3 separate regions of the Mus musculus genome follow, and regions 2 and 3 are each linked to region 1. A link is a contact called in public Hi-C and HiChIP or PLAC-seq data. All regions are on one chromosome and are shown on one strand. The core of a region is the stretch at or near the end of the contact, and the rest is flanking DNA. Distances in the headings are between cores, read along the strand shown. Region 1 holds the start of Cnbp (cellular nucleic acid binding protein). Region 2 holds the start of Gata2 (GATA binding protein 2). Region 3 has its middle 19 kb from the start of Mir6376.

Region 1 (3,197 bases), core at 193-2,692:
GGTCTATGAGTAGTGAGTTGCAGGATGGCCAGGGCCATGTAGAGACCCTGCCTCAAACAACGAGAACAACAACAAAGATTTATGTGTATGTGGCTGGGTATATTTATGTGCACCTCCTAAGTTAGAGGACATTAGATCCTCTGGACCTGGAGTTATATGTAGTTGTTAGTAGGATATAGGTGTTGGGAACTGAATTCTGGTTCTCTTCAATAGCAGCATGTGTTGTTGCTGGTGTTTTTTTTTTTTTTTTGTTTTTTGTTTTTGTTTTTTTTTGCTTATTTTGAGACTGGGTCTGACTATGGTTGAACATTTTGTTCTTCTGTTGAAATGGAATCTAGAGTCTTGTGCGAGACAAATGCTCTTCTAAACCATATCTACAGCCCAAAGGTCTTACTATGTAGCTATGGCTGACCTGGGACTTGTTATGTAGATTAGATGAACTTGGACTGACAAGAGATCCTACTGCCTCTACTTCTCAAGTGCAAGCGACTAAAGGTATGCACCACCACGCCTGGCTGCTCTCAACTTCTAAGTCATTTCTGCAGGCCCATGTGTAAGTTTAAAGAGTAAGTCGCTAGCGGAAACTAAAATCTAGACAAATTTTAGTACTTTTTAGAACTCAAGAGACTTGAGATTTCCAGATTCTTCATGTTTGTATTAAAAAAATCATTAAAACGGGACAGAGTTCTAGAATGCTTTAGTTTATATAGAAATTGTCTTCAGGGTGTGTGGTAACGCTAGGGAATCAAACCCAGGACTTACAGGAAAAATTTATCTTCTGCTTTGAGGACCTATGACTACACACACAATCTATTTTGGAGACACCATGAAATGCAAACGACGGTCACTCCTGAATGGGGCAGCCCAGGCAATAACTTTCTTGGCCTCCTCTCATCCACAAATCCTAGGGATGTCATTCATTATGGGTCACAAGAAGTGTTGTGACACAAATCACCTGTCACCATCTTCAACCTCATTAGGCATTTTCATTTGGGGCTATTGCAAGCCAGGGGCACTAGCAGCGCGCTGTCGGTTTATACCCAGGAAACACAAAACCCAAACGCATCTCATGGACCGTAACGGTAGCCACAGCCGCTTCTATGATCAGGCCACTAAGACCTTCCCCCAAACCTAAGTGTGTGTGTATTGGAACCTGGTCTGCTTCTGAGCCCCACCAGGCTTAGGGGAGGCCGGGCAGGGGGAGATTGGCTCCCGCAAGCTGCGACCACTGCCCGGATCAGCCCCGTAGGCTGGAGAGAACCAGCAAAGGTTCGAGGGACGAACTGCTAGTAGGAAAGCAGCGAACCACTCATCGTAGACACGGAACCCAGGTACGGGCGGGAAGGCCGCGAGCGCTGCGGGCCGGAAGAGGCTGGGCGTGGAGCAGTCCGCCCCGCCCCTGCCGCCCTCGCGCGAGGCCGCGCTCCCAGCGGGCGATTCTGATTGGCTGGCCTGGCTTCCTGCGCTGATTGGATCCGTGGGCGAGGCGGAGGAGAGCCGTGCGCAGCGGCGTGTGTGGGGCCGTGTGCAGACCCGCGTGTGGCGCAGGCAAGGACCCTGAAAATAAACAGCCGCTGCTTTGCGAGTCGCCTTCTTGGTTCTTCGTCCGAGTCTCCTCCGCTGTGGGCAGCTCAGACGCCGAAGGTGAGAGGCGAGGGTGTAGCCTGCGCAACGGAGGTGGCGGGGTTGGTGCGGCCGAGACGGACGGAGGGCCGGAACTGCGAGGCGCGATGGCGGCCGCACCTCGGCCTGCGCCCTGCTGCGTCAGGCGCGGGGCTCGGCCCGAGCGGCGTCTCGGCTCCAGTTTCTGGCCCGCCGTACTGTGGCGGGCGTCCTGTCCGTCCTGCGGCGCTGGCACTAGGGCTGGAGCGTGGGGCCCTCTCTTGGCCCCGAGGGCCACGCAGGCCTCATCCGTGTGGCGACGAGGCCCGGCGCCCTTGGGGCCGAGGCGAGGAGAGTCGCGCGCGGGCCTAGCGCCGAGGGCCAGTGTGGCGGGAACTCCTGGAACGGGGCGGTGTGGCGGGGGCGAGAGCCTGGTCGAGGTGGAGGTCCCCAGGCCGAGCGCCCGGTGGAGGCCTGGCGGGCCATGTGCCAGCGGCTGCGGGGCCTCAGGACCTGGCCTGTGACGAAGCCCGCGCACGCCGCTGTAAGGCTTGGGAGTCTGGATTCGGTTCTCTGTACTGGCGACCTTTATTCAAACTCCTGATTTCTTGTAGTTCGTATTCTTAAGCAGCTTATTCGACATCGTTAGTCAAAAGAAACCACCTTTCCCTGGATCGATGAGAGTCAAGTCTTAGGTCCCTCACCCCCCCCCCCCCTTTTTTTTTTTAATGGAGCGGGAACCGGGTGGATAGGACCCGTAGGTTGTCAGGCCTTTAAGGCCATCAGGGTGGCAGAAGTCCTTGCCAATATTTCTCGGATTAAATGGATATAAATTACAAGAAAGCCTCGGAAGTAGAGTTGGCAAAGATCAATCTAGATTTTTCATTACCGTGAAAACCTGTTTTAGGACGGTTTAATCGTTCTCACTTGGGTTTAGGTGTTGATTTTATAGGTGAAGCCTTTTGCCTGTTGCCACATGTCAAGCACATGGCCTCGGCCACCAGGCACTTTCAGAGGAAGTGACTACATCTGGGGTGGGGGTGGGGGTCTTGGAAAAGGAGACATTGCACAGCAATCGGCTGGTTAGGTTTTTGCAATATTCTTGAAGACACAAAATAGACAAGAAACCACGACACTCAATCTGACTGCATTAAAGTAAAAGGGAATTAAGTTATATCCCCAATTTACCCCCAGATGTAGTTTTATGTGATAAAAATTACCATTTCCTGTTGCTTGACCCAATTCTGGAGAGACTTATGACAATGGATTAATTTTAAATTTGCAAATTTGTTAGCCATTTGCTCCTAGTATATATTGAATTTAAGATTTTGAAAGTTTTAAAAAAAGATACATAAACTGTGATCCTTATCACTTTATTCTTTAAGTCTGAAAAACTGAAAGTTACTTTGGTTAAAATTCAAGCTTATCAAATTGTAACCCGCATAGTCCTAGGTGCTTTTTTTTTTCTTTTAAAGCTTAAGTTTGCTGCTTGTCTACAAGGAACTCTTTGTATGCTGGACTATAAAAGGAATAATTTATTGGAATCCCAAGGGCTGAATTAAGGGCTTAATTTTTCCCTCAAATTACAACTCGTA
Region 2 (3,197 bases), core at 452-2,951, 350 kb before region 1:
CGGGGTCTTGGAGAACGGGCTGACGGTCCAGGGACTGTGGTGATGGGCAGCGGCGGCAGAGAGAGCTGCTTTGCCCCCGTCCAGCCACGGCAAGCCTGGGCTGTGCAACAAGTGTGGTCGGCACATCTGGCCTCCGGTGAGACGGGCTGTGCAGAGGGAAAGGGGGTGAGGATGACCAGGGGCTTCAGAGCCATGACCCGGGCACACAGGATCACAACTCAGCGAACTACCATCAGCAGCCCCACCCTTTAAAACATCAGAAACGTAACACCTCAGCCTGTAATCATCAGCAATGTCAGTGAAAGGCCGAAGGACAAGTGACACAGCAGCCCCACCGGACAGGGCCCAGAAGGATTCCCCCACCCCCACCCCCGCCAAGACACTTGGAAATGGACCGAAACCCTACAGGTCCCAGACCCTCCCTAAGAAGTCCCTGCCTCCATCTTCTTAGGCCCGATTTCGCAGCTGCTCAGATTCCTGTGGATCCCACATCCGGGAAGCAGCAACAGGCCGTCCCCCCTCCAAGGCCTGGCCCGGGCGCCAGGCTTCCAGAAACCTCGGGGGCCAAAGCTCACCATGCGCCGGGCTGTAGGAAACGCGCGCGCGCGCGTGGGCCGGGTTGGCGTAGTAAGGGTTGCCCTGCGAGTCGAGATGGTTGAAGAAGACATCCACCTCGTCGGGAGGCAGCAGCTGTGCTGGCTCCATGTAGTTATGCGCCAGGCCCGGATGGTGCGAGTCGGGGTGCTGCGCATTCAATACGGCGGGGTGCGCCATCCAGCGAGGCTGCTCAGGCGCCACCTCCATGGTCCACTACTGTGTCTTGGGAACCAGGCGAAGGTGGGGCGGCCCTGGATAACAGAGGGAATGTGAAGGACACTGCCGCCTTCTGACACCCCCATTCCCAAAGTCTGTGTCTTGAGAGCAAAGACGTTCCATCGGAGCTTCACTGAGGACCAGTCCCGGGTGGAAGGAAAGCGCAAGGTTTAAAACGAAAGGAAGGTGAAGGAAGGGGTTCAGCCTCATACACTTGCAGGGAAACTCGCGTTCCCACAGACGCAACTCCACATACACGAGGTCACACACACGGATAGGTCCTGACATCGGTGACCCCCCCAAAACGCACGCGGAACTGAAATCAGGTTCTCACACCGTGCCCCTGTCCTCTGGGCACACAAACACATAAACTCTGACTAAAAGTTAGAGACAGTTGCCTAGACATCCACTCTGGGGCACACGCTCTCCCACGCCCCCGTAACACTTTGACAATATATACACAAACTAACCCCCAACACCCCGGGCCACCCCAAAAAACGCACCCGCAGTTCCTGGGGCTGCGAGCCGGTCCCCAATGCACTCTCTAGCAGTCAGCCAACCTCTCCCCAAAGCATAAGAACGTAATCGCCCACAGGAGATCCTGGTCTGAGCTCCACAGAGATCCCTCCAACCTAGGAATGTCCACAAGCCCCCTGAACCTCAAACTTACACTCGCAGCGGCGCGGGAAGGGGAGGGCTCAGCAGTAGAGAGTAAGAGACACCAGGAGAGCCCGGGTACGGCGGGCCCAGCGACAGCGCGTTCCAGGGCCGGCGGATTCACGGGATAGGGGTGGGGGACAGCGCGCGTCTCGGCCTCCGGCCCGCCCGGCTCCGGCCCCTCTGCATCCTCCGGCCGCCCTGGCGCCAGCTGCCGACTCCTGCACAGACGTGAAGCGGGGGCCGCGCACGCCTATGAAGCCGGCGCCAGCCAATCAGCGCCGCGCGCCGCCCAGCCTCCGCCCCCCCATTGGCTGCTCCCGCCGCTTTGGCCGCTGGACTTCGGGAATGACCCGCAAGCTGGCCTCCTAGGCTGCCTGGCCCCCTACCAGCGCCCTCTCTGCGGCCTCTGATGCCAACGCCCCCCCCCCCCAGGGGACCTTCGCCGTGGGCAGACCCTGCACCCCTCCGGCAGACGCTCAGGTCTTCCAACCTCTGCCCTCCCAGCAACTAGGCACGAATAGGGTCCCTGACTTCCCAGGAGCCGAGACGTGCACCTTCTGGGTATCTCTCTGCTGGGACCACAGCTTTCTACTCTCGGGCGGAGCCCCACCTCCACTGCTACGGACGACGGCCAGCCCAAATCCAACTGACTCCCCAAACTCTCTGTCCTTCTATCAGGGATAGCTGTGCAAGAGGCTGGTAGGATCCGCTGGACAACATGAGTCTAGGGATTGTGGACTTCTCTAGGGCACCCGAACTTTGAGCACTAAGACACTTGAGGCTGTGCTAGACCAATAATGGTCGCGGTCAAGCCAGTGGCCCAGGGAGGGGGAAGGGCTCCGGGCGGGGCCTTAGTAGACCACCAGGCTGAACTGCCTGGGGCGAGGCCGTGGAGCGGGAAACTGGCGCCAGAGTCGGCTGAAGGGAGACTCCCGGGGTATTAACCATATATATTTTTTCTTTCTAAGGGTCCCCGAGACGGTCTTTAGGGAGAGGGAAGCAATGTTGTGAGCACTTTTTCCCCAAAGTCACCTGGAGTTTTTCTCCACAACACCTCCATTCTGGAGAGACAAGTGAGTTCAGTGGCGAGTATACAAACCTAGCTCCCTCCCTGGCTATAGATGGGAGACCTAAACTCCAAGAGTCCAGAAAGAAGCTTGTGAGTCCAAGACTTTTAGGGGAATCTAGACAGGTGCGATGGATTGGCCAAGCTTGGAGCCCTCCACATAGCTCCTCTATCTTTGCAGGGACCGAAACCCCTAAAGAATAATTCCAGAGGAGTCCCAGGTTGGTCCCGAGCTGGGGAAAGGCTGGGGTCCCCGCCGCCCCCAAGGATGGGGGAGGGGCGGCAGGATTGACAGTCCGTAATTGGGTAACTGGAGGCGGCTTCTCCGGCCCGGCGGCCCCGCCACCGCGACGCCGGGCCCCTGACGTCACCCGATTCGCCAGGAAATGAACTTTTTAATAATCCAAGGAGGGTGGAAAGCCCTCGGTCCCCTCGGCTCGGGGGGCGCCCAGCCAGGAGGGCTCAGCTTCTCGGGCGCGCCCCCGTCACCCCCTCCCAGGTCCTCTGCGGACAGCGCTGAGGGGGCGCGCGCACGGCAGGGCCTCCTCTGGCCTCTGCGGCTGGCGTCCATCTGTCTGTCCGAGGCCCTGGAACAGGTAAAGGCCTGGGGCCCGGGGTGCAGAACTCCACTGGACCGGAAACCCGCGCCTCTTGCTCC
Region 3 (3,197 bases), core at 218-2,717, 270 kb before region 1:
AGCTGTGCTGTGGTCAGTAGGAGTCGTGGAAAGCAGACCTAACCATGTCCGTCTCAGAGGGGGGGACATTTTGGAACCTCTCCAATTGTTCCAGGTTACAAGCATAGTGGCAGAGCAGGGCAGGGCGCACTTGGGGCATCAGAAGCCGGTGCATAATTTTTCCTCGGTTTCCATAACAAGAAACTGTAAGGCTGTCTCCCATCTACTTGATGGCTGCCCTGGCTTTTCCATGTCACTTCTCTTCTGGCAAACAAAGATGGCTGTTGCTACATTCTCTGCAGTGCCTCACGTGCTCAGGACAGTTCAGAGTAGGTGTGGACGAATGAATGTGGAAAGAATTTACCTTCGGGCTCTCAGGATGGCTGTGTAGCTTCAAGGGGCTGCTGGGCAGCCTTGTGCATGGGGAGCAGGGCATGCTGGGAAGCAGGTGGAGCATAAGGTGGGGGTGGGGAAGCCATGGCTTCCCTCTAGCACTGTGAGGTCCCAGGGAGGGAGAGTTAGGGGATCGGTCTGAGATGACTCATGAGAGATATAGCTTTACTTTCAGAAGGACTTGGGTTTGGATTCTCTCTTGCCCTTGAGTTCCTGTCAAAGTCACTGCACATACTTCTGGGGGCAGTGTGATGCTAGGAGCGGAAGCCAAGGTCTCACCCGTGCGTGCTTCGTGAGCTAACCTATGAGGCTATTACACTTTCTAGGCAGCACCACTGATCTGGATGCAGTTTGTCTTGGTCTCCACTGTTTAGCCTGTTAGAAGGCTCTCTGTCTCTTAGAGGGAAGGGCTGGGACTGATCTCAGAGCTTTCTAAGTCCCTTTGCCAAACAGGGGTTCCTGGTCCCCAAAAGGGGCTGTGGTTCTGCTTACTGGCCCTGCAGACTCTCAGAGCCAGCGAACAGAAGGAAGTGGAGTCAGGTAAAAGTCTCTTTGTAGAACCACACCCCTGACTACTGATCAGGGGCCTGAGGCTGGCCTGGACAGGGAACGCCAGGTCTGCAGCAGAGTCTTTTTCCTGAGCAGTGGCTGCCCCCATGAGGGCGAAGGTAGAAGCTGTGTGCAGAAAAGCTGATGGGAGAGGCGGTGCCATCAACTGAGCAAGAAAGGGGCGGTTTCTGGGCGGCAAGGAAGCCTGGAGTTCTAAGACCCATCAGGATGTGTGGCCCAGGGATTCCCGGGGAGATGAAGTAGGCGTAGCCAGGCTGCCTGTTTGAGGGTGGTCTATGGGGAATGTGGGAGGAGGCAGGGTCAGGACCCTCCAGAGAAACTCGGTGTAGGGAACGACCACCCAGGAATGGCAGAAATCAGGAAGACACTTGCAGACAGCAGGCTGCCAAGAAACATAAGCCTTGCAGGCTGTTGTCCCCAGGAAAAGGTAACCCTGCTCAGAACTTTTGACCTGTTCCCTGGAACAGGGACCTGAGCCGGGGCCCCAGGGTAGACAGCAGCACTACATGATGCTGCCACTAGGGGTCCTTCTTGAGCTGCTCCTGCTCCCAGCTGCCCATCCTGCACACGTGAAACTGTGCTTCTCCCAGCCTGAGCATGGAAAAGCTAGTGGCCAAAGTTGGGTCGCCCATCCTGCACAACGTGCTTCTCCCAGCTTGAGCCTGGAAAGGCTAGAGGCCAATGTTGGGTCGCCTGTGATCACCTCGCCACACTCTGGGAAACCATGAGCTTTAAAAATTCACAGTCCAGTCCCCTGGCCCATCTAAGTAGCAGGGTTGCCACTGAAACGTCTGTTCATGCCCTGACCTGACATGACCATAAGACTGACAGCACTTGATTCCCCTTTTCAAAAGCCACCACAGAGCTAAACAGACAACTGCGTAGGAGCACAGCGGTTTCTCTGATGTGACATCAATTTCACAAACATCACGCAATTGTCTAAGCAGAACTGTGGCTCTCTCTGTACTGTCCCCAGACCAAGAGAAGCTGTAAGATTGCAAATCAAAGACCTTTATCATGGGGCTGGGGTATATGTAACCAGAGCTCAGAAGTTTAAGGCCCTGGCATCGTGGCAAGGTCCCTAACTCCCCCCCCCCCAAAAAAAAGGTATTCAAAGTGACAATGAACTGGACACCCCCAACTTCAATTGAGCATCATAACTTAGTGGTACAGCACGCCACAGTGAACCACTCCTGATCAAAGGGCCAATGGACGTCATTCACTTTCCACTGTACAACATGGAGAGCAAAATCGAGGACCACTGCTCGTTCAGGAGAAAAACCCAAATTCATAACTCAAAGCATTTAATTTTTTTACTGGATGCATGTCATTTTAACATCCTAAGACAAACTATTGAAAGTCAGGGACAGCCTGAAATGACATCCTAGTCAGCAGTGGGCACATTAGCCTGCTTGGCGACAGCCATGTCAACTCCCCTGGCTGTTGGAAAACTTTTAGCTATTCAACACTGAAGAGCCAGTTAAATGTGGTTGTGGGAAGGCAGGAGCAGGGGCCACGAGTCCAGCTGCTATCTTCTCTGTGGTGGAAATCCTGCATTGATAACAGAATGGCTTAGAGCTAAGCATAATGTACACACAGACAGACAGACACACATAAATACTTGTGTGTGTGTGTGCACACGCGTGCACGTGTGTAAGTAGGTAATACTCTCACTGTGTGTGTGTGTGTGTCTGTGTGTGTAAGTAGGTAGGTAAGTAGGTAGGTGGGTAGATAGATACAGATAAAACTAGGGCATACTAAATGATATCTTCTGTGACATCATCCTATAGTTTCCAAAAATACCACTATTGGGGACATGGGCAAAGTCCATGTGCACTGGCCTCACTACTGTGCATGAACCTAAGGTGGTCTCAGCCAAGGTTTCAGCTGCTGAAGTGTAGGTATGGCTTCAGCCAATCAGAAACAAGGCCCAGAGAAAGACTGGGGTGAGAGTGGGATACCACATTTGTGCTCACAGGAACCAGGCTGAGAAACAGGACCTCACATGGGAAAGGGCCCAAGAGCTGGGAAGGGTCCAGGAGAGAGACACCTGCTGAGGGGTCTGCTCCTATTACGGGAGCACGGTGGGAATATTAGAGTCTCACACCTCTGAGGCAGTCTGGCCCCAGTCCCAGCCAGGCCTTTGGGCATGCAGCTTCAGCACAGAGCCCTGGTCCCTTGGACTGTCCAAGGGGCCTGGCTTGGCTCTTGTGGCCTTGGGGGTTAACTGCAGGCAGGCTGCATGATGGCTGTGC

The links. A called contact is a pair of places that touch in the nucleus more often than the background predicts. HiChIP or PLAC-seq counts read pairs in DNA pulled down with a chosen protein or histone mark.
Region 2: a Hi-C map of female germline stem cells shows a contact between it and region 1, with 5 times the contacts expected there. The contact joins the promoter of Gata2 here to the promoter of Cnbp in region 1.
Region 3: an H3K4me3 HiChIP or PLAC-seq map of embryonic stem cells shows a contact between it and region 1, with 7 times the contacts expected there. The contact joins the enhancer-like site here to the promoter of Cnbp in region 1. A contact is called at or near these places in 1 of 484 Hi-C or Micro-C datasets (bone marrow-derived macrophages), 6 of 115 datasets of contacts at active chromatin or transcription factors (bone marrow-derived macrophages, embryonic stem cells, large pre-B cells and 1 more) and 1 of 9 other capture datasets (adipose tissue).

Annotation. Positions count from the first base shown.
Region 1 is chr6:87,849,351-87,852,547 of GRCm38.p6, reverse strand. It overlaps Cnbp (cellular nucleic acid binding protein), which reads left to right and starts at 1,442. Exons shown (of 5, transcript NM_001347325.1): 1 at 1,442-1,644. It overlaps Gm44064 (WAS/WASL-interacting protein family member 2), which reads right to left and starts at 3,046. Exons shown (of 2, transcript XM_030255689.1): 1 at 3,041-3,046; 2 at 235-2,188. The coding sequence starts at 3,046. The coding sequence ends at 1,310.
Region 2 is chr6:88,197,168-88,200,364 of GRCm38.p6, reverse strand. It overlaps Gata2 (GATA binding protein 2), which reads right to left and starts at 1,701. Exons shown (of 6, transcript NM_008090.5): 1 at 1,484-1,701; 2 at 576-848; 3 at 1-146. The coding sequence starts at 804. Gm38708 (a long non-coding RNA gene) reads left to right here and starts at 2,982. Exons shown (of 4, transcript XR_001785312.2): 1 at 2,982-3,197.
Region 3 is chr6:88,121,966-88,125,162 of GRCm38.p6, reverse strand. No RefSeq gene overlaps it. Among named protein-coding and RNA genes, the nearest start is that of Mir6376, 19 kb to the right of the region's middle. Within about 2 kb of position 1,467, at least 50 of the 459 cell types and tissues checked have an H3K27ac peak or open chromatin away from gene starts, as enhancers often do. A contact at or near this core is called in bone marrow-derived macrophages and embryonic stem cells, where this site is marked.